Linked DNA regions of Mus musculus: region 1 is linked to region 2. The links are chromatin contacts, called in public Hi-C maps. All regions are on one chromosome and are shown on one strand. The core of a region is the stretch at or near the end of the contact, and the rest is flanking DNA. Distances in the headings are between cores, read along the strand shown. Region 1 holds the start of Xpot (exportin, tRNA (nuclear export receptor for tRNAs)). Region 2 holds the start of Wif1 (Wnt inhibitory factor 1).

Region 1 (5,253 bases), core at 354-2,853, 590 kb after region 2:
CCTGGTCTATCTACATATGGATGTTCTGGCTAGCCAGAGCTATAGTGATTCTGTCTCAAAAACAAAACAAAAATTGAAGCTGCACACCAAAACAAACAAACAAACACCCCAAAAGTATGCATTCCATTCTGTCTGCAGGAAAAGGGGCAAAGTCCTAAAGACTACAATGTGTGCATGTGTGCAAAGCATGCCTCCAATAGGGTACAAAGTCAGAGACAGGCACGCAGGATGCACAACTTGAAACATTCTTAAAGTAAAGTAGTATTCCTGCTAAAAATGCTCAGAGAGAAAAGTCGGTGTAAGACTGTCTGTAAACCCCTGATTGAGAAATCCACTAGAGTTCCTTTAAATTATCCATTGCTTTGGGAAAAAAACTGCTTAAGCGTTTTGTCATTTCACGCTAATCTTGACAAGAGGAAAAAAGATAAATAAGAGGCCCAGCCGAGCACATGCTCAACACCAACAAAAAAAATCCTCAGCAAACTTGTTCCATAGTGAGGAATCCCTCACAAACCTTCGCCCTCTACACAATCGGAAAAAAACATCAAACCAAAATAAAATGAGATGGTAAACCACCTATCTGTGAATAAAACACAGGGTTAAAAGGTAACGATTGCCTAATAAAGACCGGCAAAGGAAGCTTAGCTTTCTGACCTACCGATGCAGAGCCTTGCAGGCTTAAACATTGTTACAATATGGTAAACATCTTATACTACCTGCAAAGGTGGATGTGGGGGTGGGGGGAGCGAAAAAAAAACATGTAAAATTGGAAGCCTTAATTTTTCCCTCAGCCATTAAGTCAAGAATAATCAAACAATGTGGAAAATTCCTCCACACCTACTTAAGCCTGTTTGAGACCGACTGAATCTTTCCAGCCTTTTAACATCAAGTTGACAAGTCGCTTTAATACAACGTAACTTCCCCCAGTAACAACTAATTAAGGCTTCCAAAAAGTACTCGTTTTTCAGGTTACAGGGAACATCAAGCTTTTCCGTGGCTGCAAGACTGTAAAGAAGCAAAAAGGGGAAAAGGCTGTCCCTGCTGGCAAATTACTACGCAGAAATAACACTTTCTCTCCTATTTGTCCCGGGGTGGGAAGCGGATCAACTTTGAGGTCCCTACAGCTCAAACTGGTGGGACGCACTCTAAAACTATCACAAATGGGGTTGGGGGGCAGCCTCCTAGGCCGGCCTCGCCCCCTATCCTTCGCCCGGATCCCTCCCAGAGCGAAGCCTCGTGGCCACTCGGGTGATGAAACACCCGGCAACCGGCAGCCACGCACTAGGGACGCGGCCGCCACCGATCGTCCCCAACCCCAAGTCCGGCTCGCCCGGCCACGTAGGGTCCCCGGCCCGCCGCCCTACGCCTCCAGTCACCATCACTCCAATATCTCTTCCTCGCCTGCACTCCCGAGGGTCGGCCAGCCGCAAGGAGCGGGCCGTACGCAGGGAGCACGGAGAGCGGCCCACGTCCTTGTCGCTGTAGTCCTCCAATACAGCCGCAGCGCTAGCGCCGGAGCCGGCCCGGGCCGCGCTCCTCTCGGCGCTCGGCGTTCCCCGGGCGCCTTCTCTTGCGTGGCGCGGAGCGGGGAGGGCAGGTTGGCAAGCCGGCGGGCGGAGTCGGCGGCCCTGGAAGGAAAACTGCGCAGGGTCCCGCTAACGCCGCCGCTGAGTCAGCGCGAGGCACGCCCCCCGCGTCGTACCGCGCGGACCCGCGCTAGCAGCAGCCTCATGGAAGTAGAGTGCAGACGGCCGCCAGCAGGCTGGGCCCGGGGGACTACAACTCCCAGCGTGCAAAGCGCATGGGACGCTTCCGAGAGGAGGACCGCGCACGTGCTCCCTGGAGCTCGCAGGGGGCGTGGCCGGCGGGCCTGTGGTGCATGCTGGGAGAGTGCACACCGCCCTCCTAGCTACAGGTTACTGAGGTCCTCTAAGCTTTTAGAAGACCGGCCACGTTGCGCTCTGCTTTGAGCGTCGGCGTGAATTAGTAACTCTCCACTCCCTCCAGAAGGGTCTGGTCAGGTGGCAGTGCGGAGATCCTGAGATCGGAAAAGTGGACGTGGTTGAAACCACGTGTTGAGTCAGTTGCTGAATTCCTTTCCAGCGGTTCCACGTGTCAAGAGTCCAGACGCTTAAGGACTCTTTAAAAAAAAAAAAAATCCGCTGTATTTTTATTTACTTGTTTTGCTTTTGAGGCAAGATCACACTCCATAACCCAGGCTGGTTTTCACTCATTTTTCCCAAGCTGGCCTAAACTTTACAAATTCTGGAATTACTGGCATGAACCACCACGCCCAGTTTAAATATTACTAAATTTGCCTACAAAAAAAGATAGAAAGAAAAAAAGAAAACCGAAAGCAGTCCCCGGTGATGGTGGCGATTACCATTCATCCCAACACTGAGGAGGCAGAGGTAGCCACATCTACAGAGCGAGTGCCAGGACTACAGAGAGAAACACAGTCTCAAAAAAAGAAAAAAAGAAAAGAGAGAGGGAAAACATACGTACAAGTCCCGTGCTTCCGTTCGCTTTGTTTCTTTGATCCCGTGCTATTATTACTGTGTGGGCGCAGTATAAGCTCCAGCAACCTTACCTAAATCCTAAGGCTGCACCTCCATTATTGTTGGCATCATGAGTGTTAAAGTCCATCTCAGTTTACTCATTTTATGTAGAGTGGGACAGTACCAGCCTCAGAGGGTAAGGTTTGGTTAATTTTATTTAGAGGCAGAGAGAGGCTCACTATGTAGCTCTGGTTAGCCTGAAACTTGCTGGCCTTCACTGTTCTCTTGCTTCAGATTCCAGAGTGCTGGAGTTCCAGGTTGTCACCAGGTCTGACTATTTCATGAATTAAGTTTGATACACGTGTTAGACTTATCATAAGTGACACTATCTCTGGGGATACATGGACAAACATCTGTTCACTGCAGATAGATACCCAGATTCGGTACTGATGACAGACTAAAGTGAGGATACCACGAAAGTCAAGCTTGGTGAACCAATGGCTTTTACTGGGGTGACTTTCTTACAGGAGCAGAAATGATATAAAGACAGCAGCCTCCCCGAAGACAGCAGGTAGGACAGGTTCCAGCAATTCAGCTTGTCCAAGAGTGTATAGCATGAGGGAGGGGATGGTATTGTTAATCTGGTTAGTTTGGGGGGGATCTTTGAATTGTTTACTTCCCGAGTTTAAAGAGTTTATCATGAAAACAATGCAGTGCACCCAACGTGTAGATTTCCTTTCGTTTCTTAGAAACAGTATTCTACAGTAAACTCTGGCTGTTCCAGAACTCACTATATAGACCAGGCTAGCCTTGAACTTACCAAGATCCCCCTACCTCTGTCTCCCTCACAAGTACTGAGACTAATGGTGTGTGCCAATACACCTAATATCTTATTCAGTACATGCTCAGTGTACATGTTCAATGTAGTCAAAGCCTTGCCTCTAGCTCCCACTAAGAATAAGCCAGACCTGTTCTACAAGCCTGTGATCCAAGCTGCTTCAGAAGCTGAGGCAGGAGGATCTCAACTTCAAGGCCAGCCAGGGCACAATAGCTATATCCTCTCTTTAAAAGTGAATGACGAGGTCTAGGGATATAGCTCAGTGATAGTGTGCTTACCTCGCACCCACCACCCTAGCTTCAATGCCCAGACCACAAAGAGCTAACAAAACTTGCCAGCAGATCGGACAGAGTGAGGAGGGAATGGAAGTAGAATAAAAACTGATGTTACCTCTTAGCAGCTACCCTTACTCACTTATGTTACTAAAACTCCTTCCCAGGGCAATCTTCAAGTCTACCCCTCTTCCCAAGGTCCTAAGAACAAGCTCACCTAGACTCCTTCAAAGTTCAGTGTGGGGACCCCAGGAGTTTATTGGACTTACTTGAGCATGCGTAAGGGGTTACTTACTGAGTGTGGGCGCTCCTCTCCCTTAAAAAGGCTGCTCTGCAAAGTCCTTACTCATCAGGGATGATGGCTGTTTTATAACAAAATCGATTTTACCAACAAAGACTCGGGAGCCTGCTAGCTCAGAGAGGCAGAGAAAGCACCCAGCTAACCCTCCTCCTCAGCTGATATCCCACCAGGAATCCCCTCCCTCATGCTGTCTCAAAAAAAAAAAAAAAAAAAAAAAACCTCCTTCAAACTGAATGCCCCTCCCTTCTACTTCCTGTGTGTCTCTCTACCCATCCTCCTGACTCCCTCTTACTCTCTATGGTTTTTTTCTGAATAATCCTATGTTCACTTCCTGTTGACTGGCTGCTTGCTCTGCTTCTTGACCAACGATTGACTTTATTTAATCCTGTTTACGATATTCAAGAAGAAAGCTCCTGGGTTAAAGGTGTGGGCTAAGGCCTGGCCACACCACAACTAAAACATGTGTTTCCAGTAAATAACACAATCTTGGGGTTCACAATGTCATTAAATATCCTGTAACTGGCTTCTCTCAGCCACATAGATGAAACACCCCTTGCTCCTCAGCCTTGCCCCACCTACATACATTAGCCCCTCCCCTAGGCCAGCTTGGACAAGGTATGTATAATAGGTGGCAAGGGTTGGCTGCAAACTCCAAGGAGAATCTCCTGGCTTTACCCTGTGTGATCCTTAGCAAGCCAAGTGGGCACAGTTGAACTCCCCAAGATGGCCGTTATTTGCCCAAGAGGACAGTCCTGTACAACATCTGACCATGTTAAAGATGAAGCATTTCCTGCATAGCCTTTAACCTTGTGTAACACATTTAGTTGTTAGAAATGTCAGGCTGCAAGACTGGAGAGTTACTCTTCCAAAGGACCTGAGTCTGATTCCTGTTAAGGCCTGGGTAACTGTTGCCTTGTATAGCCAATCATTTTAAGCTGTTACTAATGTTACAAGGAAACTTTCTCATGTGCTGTTACTCCGTTACTTCTTTGTGCCTGAGTTAGCTGTTAACCCAAATTCTCTTATGTTCTATGCGTTGGCATTCTTGGAAAGCAATCACAATAGAGGACAGTTAGAACGGCGTTGTATAGATAGCCACAATAGGCCTGGACCCAACACCTCCCTGGGAATTGACATCCTACTTGGCAGAAAGAAACATGAAATCCTGATTGGCAAGTTGGCACATGATGCTAGGCAAGTCAAGTCGCACCCCACCACTGTCGAATGACCCAACCAATGAGGACAGGATAAGTGTACAACAAAGACGTGTTCTCAAGGAAATCTCCTGTCCCTAAATCCTGATTGGTGGAGTAACTGGGCACAGACATTTGTGAATTTCAGGCT
Region 2 (4,599 bases), core at 147-2,646:
AACAGTAGCTGCCTGAGAAGAATTTTTAAAATGAAGCTTCATGGAGTTCACAGTCACAATGGACAGTCTTCGTGTCTAACTCCCAAACACAATACCTTCCTACCAATCTGTTAGATACCTACACAGATTTCACAGTTTTAACACATGTTTCTTCTTCTTCTTCTTCTTCTTCTTCTTCTTCTTCTTCTTCTTCTTCTTCTTCTTCTTCTTCTTCTTCCTCTTCTTCTCCTCTTCCTCCTCCTCCTCCTCCTCCTCCTCCTCCTCCTCCTCCTTCTCTCCTCCTCCTCCTCCCTTCCCATTCCTCCTTCTTTTAAAAAAATATGCTTGTGACCTAACATTTGTTGAACATGTACGCGTCCAAGTCCGGCTTCTATTCTGTAGTTTCTGTTTTTGCCATCCCCTGCTGAGAGACCCACCGCTCTACAAAGGACAGAAGGGAACACAGCCCAGCGCCAGAGTCTAGATCCTTGGGGGGCATTTGCTAGAAAGCCACTGGGTGCAAAAAAAAAAAAAAAAAAAAAAGTAAACAAAGCTTTTCCGGGGTCTGAAAACTTTCTGTGTTTTTGAAAAACCATTTGTTTCTGCTTTCTCTGTACGTTCAAGGAGGCAGGCAAAAAAGCCTTCCGTGCAGAGGTAATGCTGCAAGCCGCCGCTAGCTAAGTGCTCTCCCACCAGACCCTCAGTCTTACCCTCAAGCGCCTAAGATTTCAGAGACTGGGCGTGAGCCTCCTAATGTTTTCCCCCAAATCCAATTTTAAGGGGAGTCCTACCGTCGTAGAGCAGGGATGGGGGGAAAGGGATTACAGCTATCATCGAGGTCCTAGGGAACTATTCCGGGTGCAACTGGGTTATCAAGAAGACAAACCACGCCACCTGTCGGGTGTCTGTCCAGTGCAGAAATAAATGAACGTCCTGCGAGGACCAGCGCCTGCAGTAGCCCGACTAGCCTGTGGAGTCTCAGTATTTAACTTCCTAGGAGAGAGAGAGCGAGAGCGCAAACTGTCAGCTAGAGAAGTCAGAGTTTGCAGACAGGCACACAGAGATGCAGTCTGAAATGTAGTTCGAAGAGAAAGGGTGGGCTGGCTATGTGCTTTCCGTTAGCTCCACTGTTAAACGGAATTTATCTTTGACCACGAATCGAGCCCAGATTTTTTTGTTTGTTTGTTTATAGCACCCCGGCCATCCACACGTGTCTCTTCGGGCGGCAGGAGGCCTGAGTGATGACCCAGAAGTCCCTTTGGGTGTGTTTCTTGGTTGTGTCCCCGTTTTCATTCACCTGGCGCAGGCGAGCGGGGTCTACCGGGTACCGCGGCCCCGCCCCCGCGGCTCCGCAGCGCTCCCTAGTGGCGACCGCCTGCACACCACCGGCCGCTCTCAGTGCTCGCCTTTTGCCAGCAGTTCCCGCGGTTCCTCCCTCTCGAGTGTGCTCCTCTAGCTGCTGGCGCTGTGGGACGTGCTGGCATTGCCAGCTTTGCCAGCATCGTGTCTCTGCGTCCCCCTCTCCCTCCAGCCCCCACCTCTTTCTACGCGGCCGCGCATCCACTCCCTCCTTGCTCCCTCCTCTCCAGCACTCCCAGGCTCACTCGCAACGGAGACTGGAGACTTGCACGCCCAGTCGTTTAAGTAGGAACAGCTCCAGCCCCGCCAGCTGCAGCCAAGGCGAGAACTTCACAAGCAGCACAGGTTGGGTCGCTGCGGCAGGAGTTGCACCACCAGCGAGAAGGTCCTGAGCACCATGGCTCGGAGAAGAGCCTTCCCTGCTTTCGCGCTCCGGCTCTGGAGCATCCTACCTTGCCTGCTCCTGCTGCGAGCGGATGCAGGGCAGCCACCTGAGGAGAGCTTGTACCTGTGGATCGACGCCCATCAGGCTAGAGTGCTCATAGGTAAGGTCCGGCATCTGCACCTTCCCAGTGGTCCTCAGTTTTTCCATTAGAGCGGAGACACGTGCACCGAGTGTGTTTTAAAACAACTTCAAGGGTGACTGCCCCCTCTTTTTAAAAATCAGGATTCTCTATTTAGAGGCTTATGAGATTTTTTTCTCAAAAAAGCAAAGCCGACCCAACATCCCAGCCCTGCTGTTGCTAGTCCTGACTGCAGATTTGTAACAGGAATCCAGCGGTGGCACCCGCTTACTTCACTGTAAGCACTTTTTTTTTTTTTTTTTTTTTTTTTTTTTTTTTTTTTTTTTACCACAGAGAGAGGAAAAATAACTCTGGTACTGTTGTTGGTATCAAAGGCAGGTGCTTTATGAAAAGCAGTGACCTGCACTGGTTCCCAGGGGTTTTGCTTTCTACATGAAACGTCTGTTTCTTAGAAACGCAACTAGTTTGATAGGTTTGTTTATTATTTACACAACAGGATTTGAAGAAGACATTCTGATTGTCTCGGAGGGGAAAATGGCCCCCTTTACACATGATTTCAGGAAAGCCCAACAAAGAATGCCAGCCATTCCTGTCAATATCCACTCCATGAATTTTACCTGGCAAGCTGCGGGGCAGGTAAGTTCTGATAACAGAGCGGTAGAGAAAAGGCACTCTTTTGTATTTCAATTCTCCCGTGGCCCATAGTAATAATAATGGTGTGTGATGTAGCTCCGGTGGCCCGTAGTAATAATAGTGGTGTGATGTATACCATTTAAAATTCCATACAAGTTCTTGCCTGGTTGCCAGAGCACACAAGGGATCAGTTCCAATGTATTTAAAGTTGCCAAGTAAATGGAGAACTCTAAGGGTCAATGTACTCACGATCATTACTTTAATAAGATTTGGTATCCTGAGGTTTTGAGTATAAAGACCCCAAATATCCATATCATGGTGTTTCTGTAATCACTGATATTAAAACATTAACAAAGTATTTAGAAGACTTTCAATACTAACTGATAATCATTTGTGATGGGATTCATACTTCACAACAAAATAAGTTCGTAGGTATTCTTGACATGAATTTTAGAAGGCTGATATGCTGAGTGCTGCAGATACCACACATTTCTTGTAGAAGTTCAGAGACTCAAAAAAAGTAATATAAAATTATGAAAAATAAAGACTACTGATTTTCTGAAGCGACCACTCAAAATGCTTCCCTATGGAAATAAAAGAGAAAAAAGTCTATGTCACCAAAGCGTTCCTCTCAGTACTTAGCATGCAAGGCCTTCTAAGTTACCTTTTATAGATCTGCAGGACTGTATTAATGTCCTCTGATTTGGGAAGGGTAGGATGTTTGTGTGACTTTAAAATTGTCTAGAGGACAAGTGCACAGGATAAATTCTGCTCATTAGTTGGTAAAAATGTGTCTGCTATGAAAACTATTGTAACTATAATTAACTGCACATTTTCAGGTTTTTTTTTTTAATTCTAAAATTACTTAAATAGCCATTTTCAAGAAGGATGCAATCAAGAAAACACTTTATAAAAAGCAACCATGCTAAATCAGGAAACCACATTGGTGCCCTGCAACTGCCTATTACACTGCAGTCATGACCACTTCAGCTGTCTTTTTATCCTCAAGTTTGTTCTATTTTTAAAAGAATCTTTTAAAAATAGATCTCATCCAGACTGTCTGTGTTCCTTCTGCTCCGTGGTTTTTTTGTTTTTTGTTTGTTTGTTGTTGTTGTTTTGTTAAATGATGTTTGGTAGATCCAGGTCAGACATTTGATGGTCCCGTTTGCACAGAGAAGTTGATTGAAGCCTCTGTTGTTTTTGTTCCTGCCTGCAATCCTCTCTTCGTAGATACTTGATGTGCAGTGTTGTTTGGTACATTGGGAAATCACTAATGAGTAACTGGGCTTTCATGTTTTCCTTTTCTTTCACCCAAATCTGTTTGCTGGTGTTGACCACTTGTTATTGCGCTCAACAGCCTATATTTTAAAGATGCTTTTTCATAATAATGTTAGAAAGTAGCTTAACCCCTACCCTGCCAGATGAAAGGGGTTCGTAACTGAAGAATGGTAGAAAATGCCAAGCTCCCTTACACACACACACACACACACACACACACACAGAGAGAGACACAAAGAGAGAGACAGAGAGACAGAGACAGACAGAGACAGAGTCTTTCAAAGAATTAAAAGCAAAGGCTGCAATTCCATGCTACCTTGTGCATTGCCTTGTAGCACACATATCTGTAAAAGGGATTGGCATAGTGAGCAGTCTTAGGGCTGTGTTTTGGAGGGGTTGGGGAAAGCTAGAGCCATCTAAGGACCTCTAGTATTTTGTTCCTTCCTGCTTGAGGTTGTGTTGATTAAATATATGGCTCATCTCTTTGGGCAGAACAACAGTTAGCGCTCCAGCAAGTGACTTTGTTCACCAGGGAGAGATAACAATGTTACCCCTTCAGTAAGTGACTTTGTTCTCTATGGAGAGGTAACTCCAGGCCATTACTCGGAATCCGCGTGTAGCATGGATAGAACTTCCCAAAGCTGAAAGAGGTGTGTTTTAAATCTTATTTAAATATAACTAATTTTGCTCCCTAAAATAATGTGACTCCGGCAGCACACATTTTGACATGCCAGGGGAATTCGAAGACGGGGAAAAATGATGACTTCAATATCAATTAAGTATTTTGAAAGGCATCCATAGCTTATGCCAAACCACATCGCAACAT

Evidence for each region. A called contact is a pair of places that touch in the nucleus more often than the background predicts.
Region 1: a Hi-C map of pre-B cells shows a contact between it and region 2, with 5 times the contacts expected there. The contact joins the promoter of Xpot here to the promoter of Wif1 in region 2. A contact is called at or near these places in 1 of 484 Hi-C or Micro-C datasets (pre-B cells) and 2 of 9 other capture datasets (adipose tissue and liver).

The regions. Positions count from the first base shown.
Region 1 is chr10:121,624,729-121,629,981 of GRCm38.p6, forward strand. It overlaps Xpot (exportin, tRNA (nuclear export receptor for tRNAs)), which reads right to left and starts at 1,604. Exons shown (of 25, transcript NM_001081056.2): 1 at 1,377-1,604.
Region 2 is chr10:121,032,608-121,037,206 of GRCm38.p6, forward strand. Wif1 (Wnt inhibitory factor 1) reads left to right here and starts at 1,397. Exons shown (of 10, transcript NM_011915.2): 1 at 1,397-1,883; 2 at 2,359-2,498. The coding sequence starts at 1,736.